Linked DNA regions of Mus musculus: region 1 is linked to region 2. A link is a contact called in public Hi-C data. All regions are on one chromosome and are shown on one strand. Each heading gives the region's core, a stretch centred on a gene start, on an enhancer-like site or on the middle of the called end of the contact. The rest is flanking DNA. Distances are from core to core; before and after follow the strand shown. Region 1 has its middle 27 kb from the start of Gm23981. Region 2 has its middle 4.4 kb from the start of Gm29845.

What was found. Hi-C and Micro-C count contacts between places; a contact is called where the count stands out from the background.
Region 1: a contact with region 2 is called in a Hi-C map of uterus, with 2.8 times the contacts expected there. The contact joins two enhancer-like sites. A contact is called at or near these places in 3 of 484 Hi-C or Micro-C datasets (adipose-derived mesenchymal stem cells and uterus) and 1 of 9 other capture datasets (embryonic stem cells).

What each region holds. Positions count from the first base shown.
Region 1 is chr8:77,833,381-77,836,080 of GRCm38.p6, reverse strand. No RefSeq gene overlaps it. Among named protein-coding and RNA genes, the nearest start is that of Gm23981, 27 kb to the right of the region's middle. Within about 2 kb of position 1,255, at least 10 of the 459 cell types and tissues checked have an H3K27ac peak or open chromatin away from gene starts, as enhancers often do. A contact at or near this core is called in uterus, where this site is marked.
Region 2 is chr8:77,767,824-77,770,523 of GRCm38.p6, reverse strand. No RefSeq gene overlaps it. Among named protein-coding and RNA genes, the nearest start is that of Gm29845, 4.4 kb to the right of the region's middle. Within about 2 kb of position 1,408, at least 3 of the 459 cell types and tissues checked have an H3K27ac peak or open chromatin away from gene starts, as enhancers often do. A contact at or near this core is called in uterus, where this site is marked.

The DNA.
Region 1 (2,700 bases), core at 6-2,505, 66 kb before region 2:
AGAAAGTGTCTTTGAAAGTAGTGTTCAGTCAAAGATCACAAAATATGTTACAGATTTCAATGCTCACTGGAAAAGGAGCAAGGTACTGGGAGCCATCCATCTCTACAGCAAGAAAGCAGTGAAGAGAAGAATGTTGCCTTTCAGTCCCATTGTATCAATAAGAAAGTGTTTGTAACAGCTTGCCGGGATCTGTACCAACTCTTTCATGTTGTTTGCAACATTGTATCATTAAGTTTCCTTTTTTAAGTCAAAGCGGGGTTGGGAGATGGACAGAGAGGTGACCCTTCTTTTACAAAGCCTTGGTAGCTGAAGTCAATATTTAAATTTTTCCCAACCCCTCTGAAGAAAAATGAAAGCCAGGCCATCATTTCGTCAGGGAAAGAAATTCCCAAGAGTAGTTTTAAAATATAACAGTGGTAATAAGGACTGCTGCAGAAGCAGGAAAAAAACATGTGAAGAAAAATGGGTAGTGGTTTTAGGAGGTTTTAGAATTTAAAAATCGGGGGTTGGGGGTGTAATGTAGCAGAGAAAGTGCTTGCCTCTGATGCAGAAGGCCCAGGTTCTGTCTCCAGTGCCTTATGAAATCAGTCGTGGTGGCACAACTGTAATGCTAGCATTCACACTGGGAGGCCAAAGCAGGAGACTGAGACATTCACCATCACCCTTAGCTAAGAGGTGAGTCTCAGCCCATCCTGTGCTGCTTGAGAATCTGTCTCCCACCCACAAACAAGGCAGAAGGCAATATATCTTGGACCTGAAGAAAATTAAAGGGCAAAAAATGTTATGTCATCCCAAGATGCACAATATCAGAATCTATAGGTCATTTTCTGTTTTCTTAGCTGCAACCAGAGCTTTAAAAAATAGTCTAAAAATGATTTTGATGGTGTCATTCGGACTATTCAAAGACGTTCTCAGTTCTCTTCCCTCTAAAACAGGTTTGTTTGTTTTTTTAAAGAAAGGACTTTCTCTAAAAATATTTGAGAAGAGTTCTGAAAGAGAGAGAGGGCCTGCATCCAGACATCTCTTAAAATCGCTTCCTGTGTCCTAACCCCAGATCCTCTCCTTATTCATCTCCTAAGAGGTAACCCAAACAGATTAAGAAATGAAATGCTTTTTTTTCCCCCTTGTCTCTTCTTCCTTGGCTTGGAGAACTATTTTTAAATTAACATTTCCTGTCCTCTCCCAAGAACCCTGGAAGCTTTGCAAACCGTTGTTAAAGACCTAGGCTAGGATCTTTCCCAAATTCGTTCAACACAGTTCCCCAGACAAACAACACCCACGTGAAGACATCCCAGTGTCAGGTGCTGTGAGGAAGGAGATGAACCACAGCGGCTGCCGGCATGAGCTGCTAGTTCAAGAGAATACTGCACAGGGAAGAGGGGCTTTTCCTCTTCCACGAGGATTTCAAGTTCCTAAGCTTGTTTGTCTCTCAAAGTCTCCTATGCTGCATACAACTCAGCCCAGAACGTGTTCTGCGTTTCTCTCCGTGTCAAGCTGGACTTCAAACACTAACTAGACCCAGTGATTTCTTCGGGCTGTATTATTGTTTGTCTCGTCAAGCAACACCTTTTCCTTGGCATCAGTTGCAGCAGAGTTCCATGAGGAACTTGGGCAATATTCTCCAGCTTACACAAAGGAAGAAAGAACAGACATGTTGTGGAAACATGGAGGGTTGCCCAGTGCACCCTTCCCACAAATGAATGCATGTGCACACGCAGAAACACACACACACACACACACACACACACACACACACACACACACCAGAAGACATAACTAGAGGAAATTTTCTTTCATCATCTTTCAGAGAAAAATTCTTGCAAACATAACTAACCAAAGTTTTTCTTTTCTTTTCTTTTCTTTTTCCAATCTAAAATTTGCAAAAGGGTTTATTTGTTTGCTTTAGTTAATAATGGTATTGCATTGGGTAATTCTCAAAGATGAGAATACAGAACCCACAAGGTTCTCATTTGGACTGAATTTTTCCCAAACAACAGCAATAGACATTCTCATTAATACAAGTCAGTTCAACTTACACACTGCTGATGGGCATTTAAAATAAAATAAAAAATCTGAGTTTGAAAATCCTAGTTTCATAGCCATGATACAAATGTCCAAACTATAACTTTCTAGAACAGATATAAAATTTTTATATTGTCTCCCAATTAATCAAAGAAATATTTGACCTAAAAGTAAACCCCAGTGCTCACACTCTGTATACCCCCTTACTCAGTGCAACCTGCTAACCAGTTTTCTACCTTGTGGCCTGTGCTTACTCTGAGATTTGTTACATGCATTTTTAAAACTAAAAAGAACATTTTTATAGGTGCCATAGAAAAATGTAGAAAAATGAATTACTCTCGAAAGTTAGCACCCACAGGGTTCCCAGCAGCTGAACTAAAATACCTACAGTGTGCTACCCTCCCAAGATGACTCGGACGTGGCAAGCTTAGGGATGCTGGTCAAAGCTGCACACTCAAAATCACCTGCATTTTAACACAGAAAGTAACTTGTAGATGGGCCCTGTCCCTAATTTCCAGGCTGCTGGTCACTTTTGGTTTCTTTGTACACAACTCTTCCATGACAACTAGCATGTCAGGAACCGTTCCTCTGGCTGTGTGAGAGCAAGTTCAATAAGCTTCACGCTCCTTAAAGCAAAGCGGCTTTTGTAGACTTTAGGGAACAACAGTGACAGCCAGC
Region 2 (2,700 bases), core at 159-2,658:
CTAGCGTAACTGTCCTCTGAGAGGCTCTACCCAACAGCATACTGAAACACATGCAGATACCCACAGTCAAACATTGGGTTGAGGTCGGGGACTCTTATGGAAGAGTTGGGGGAAGGACTGAAGGCCCTGAAAGGGATGGGAACTCCATAGGAAGACCAACAGACTCAACTAAGCTGACCCCTTGGGAGCTCTCAGAGACTGAGTCACCAATCAAAAAAAGCATACATGTGCTGGATGGAGGCCCCCTCGCACAAATGCTTCCCTCCAGTATGATAATGAAACAGTAAGCTAGCCCCAGTTTAATAGTTGCATTTATAAGAGTTGTCTTGGTATCTCTTCACAGCAGTAAAACCCTAATTAAGACAAGAAATATGGGGGCTCGCCAGGCAGTGGTGGTGCACACCTTTAATCCCAGCACTCAGAGGCAGAGGCAAGGCAAATCCTCTGAGTTTGAAGCCATTCTGTTCTATAGAGCGAGTTTCAGGACATCCAGGGCTACATAGAGATCTTGTCTCCAAAAAACCAAATAAACAAACAACAAGAAATGGTGGGGATGTAGATAGAATGATCCGGGAGGCAGGCAGCCTAGCCAGAAGGATGAGCTCCGGGTCAGTGAGACACGCTGTCTCAAAACATAATACGAGGACAACAGAGGTAGACTCCTAATGTTGACCTTTGGCCCACACAGATACACATAAGCATGTGCACCCATATACACATATTCACATAACCACACAAATACACTCATGCATACATATTGCCCGTGCTTTTGTTCCACTGGCAAGAAAGACGCAACAAACCGGAATCTTCTGCAGCAAAAGCTTTATTGCTTACTTCTTCAGGAGCAAGAGAGAGAATGGCAAAACCCCGTCCCTTTTAAGGAGAATTATCCTCCGCCTAGGACGTGTCGCTCCCTGATTGGCTGCAGCCCATTGGCCGAAGCCCATTGGCCGAGTTATCGTCACGGGCGCCATCTTGTAACGGCGAATGTGAGGGCGGCTCCCCACACATACATGCACACAAAATAACAGCAAAAGGAAAGGAAACCCGTGTGTTTTGTTTATTCTATGGATTCTGTGTGCATGTTTTCAAATTTTATTGAAATGGCACAGAGGAGAAATAAACTATTCAGGAAAAAGCCTGGGAGAACAGAAAGTCTTCTCAACAAAGGTAACGCTGGTCTGCAGCCTCTCAGGATGCTGAGGGCTTTATAACTAGTGTGTGTGCTTCACGGGGAGGCAGAGCTCATCGAACAGATTTAAGTCCTGTTTGAGGCCAAGCTGGGGCCAGCAGCTGCGGTTCCCATCTCAGAACTTTACACACTTTAGAGAAAATACTTGGCTGGTTTCACTCCCTTAACCTCAGCGGGTCATGGAGTGTGCTGGTGGGAGCTGCCTTGGCAACTAGAACAGCGGAGGTCACCTTGACCTACCCACTAACTGGCTGGCAGCCCTGTGACTGGCTACACACACTAGGATCTAGATTCCTCTCATTTATAAAACAAAAACACTCTTCCTTCAACCAACTCAGAGATGATGATGGTGAATTCTTTTCTTAAAAATGTATTTATTTAATGTATATGAACACACTGTAGCTGTCTTCAGACACACCAGAAGAAGGCACCAGATTCTATTACAGATGGTTGTGAGCCACCATGTGGTTGCTGGGAATTGAACTCAGGACCTCTGGACGAGCAATCAGTGTTCTTAACCACTGAGTCATCTCTCGAGCCCCAATGGTGGATTTTTTTTTATGTTTCAAGGATTCCACATTTGTGAGTTTGCCCATCTGTCAAAAGGATTTGTAGCCTGCAAATCAATCCTCCCTGTGTCCATAGAGACAGGAAATGACCCATCCATACATCCTCAAATTTGATGAACCAAGCAAACTTCTGACTTCACAATCCAGTTTCCACACCATGAACAAGTGTTCTTTCACACTCTAACGACACCACAGTTTTTTTTTTTATTTTTGCACTTTTGTGTGGGGATTCTGACATGTAAAATGACCCCTGAGCTGGTGCTGAAGTACCATTTCATATTTCTAAGTACAAGGAAGCTGTGGTGTGCCAGTGAAGGGTATGTGTGTCAGGCAGCCTTCACCAAGGCATGAGCTACAATGCTGTTGACCGTGAGTCCCATGCCAATGAATCAACAACACATACTAAGTAGTACCGCTGAACATAAAGACAGAAACATCAAGGTTATGAATTAGTCTGTTGGCGAACAAGTGATCAGAGACTAAAAGGAACACAACCCTGTATTTCCTGAAAATGCACTATCCAGTATTTGATAACTTATTCTTACTGGGTTTTTTTTTTTTTTTGTAGACAACAGGATTAACAGGAATAAATGCTAATATAGTTCAATTTCTGTTGCTGTGATAAGCATATCCTGACAAAAATTAAAGTAGGGGAAAAAGGATCTCCCTGGCTTATGCTTCCAGGTTATAGTCTATCACATTGCAACCATGGTCAAGAAGAGAGATGAATGCTTGCTTGCTTGCTTGCTTGCTTGCTTGCTTGCTTGCTTGCTTGCTTGCCTGTGCTTGGCTCCATATGCATGACCTCTTGTCTCGGGAGCAGTGCTATTTATGCTGGCCTGGATTTTCACATAAACACAGGCAATCAAGACAATCCCACTTAGATGTGCCCACAGGCCAATCTGATGTAGACCATCCCTCACTGAGATTCCTTTCCCA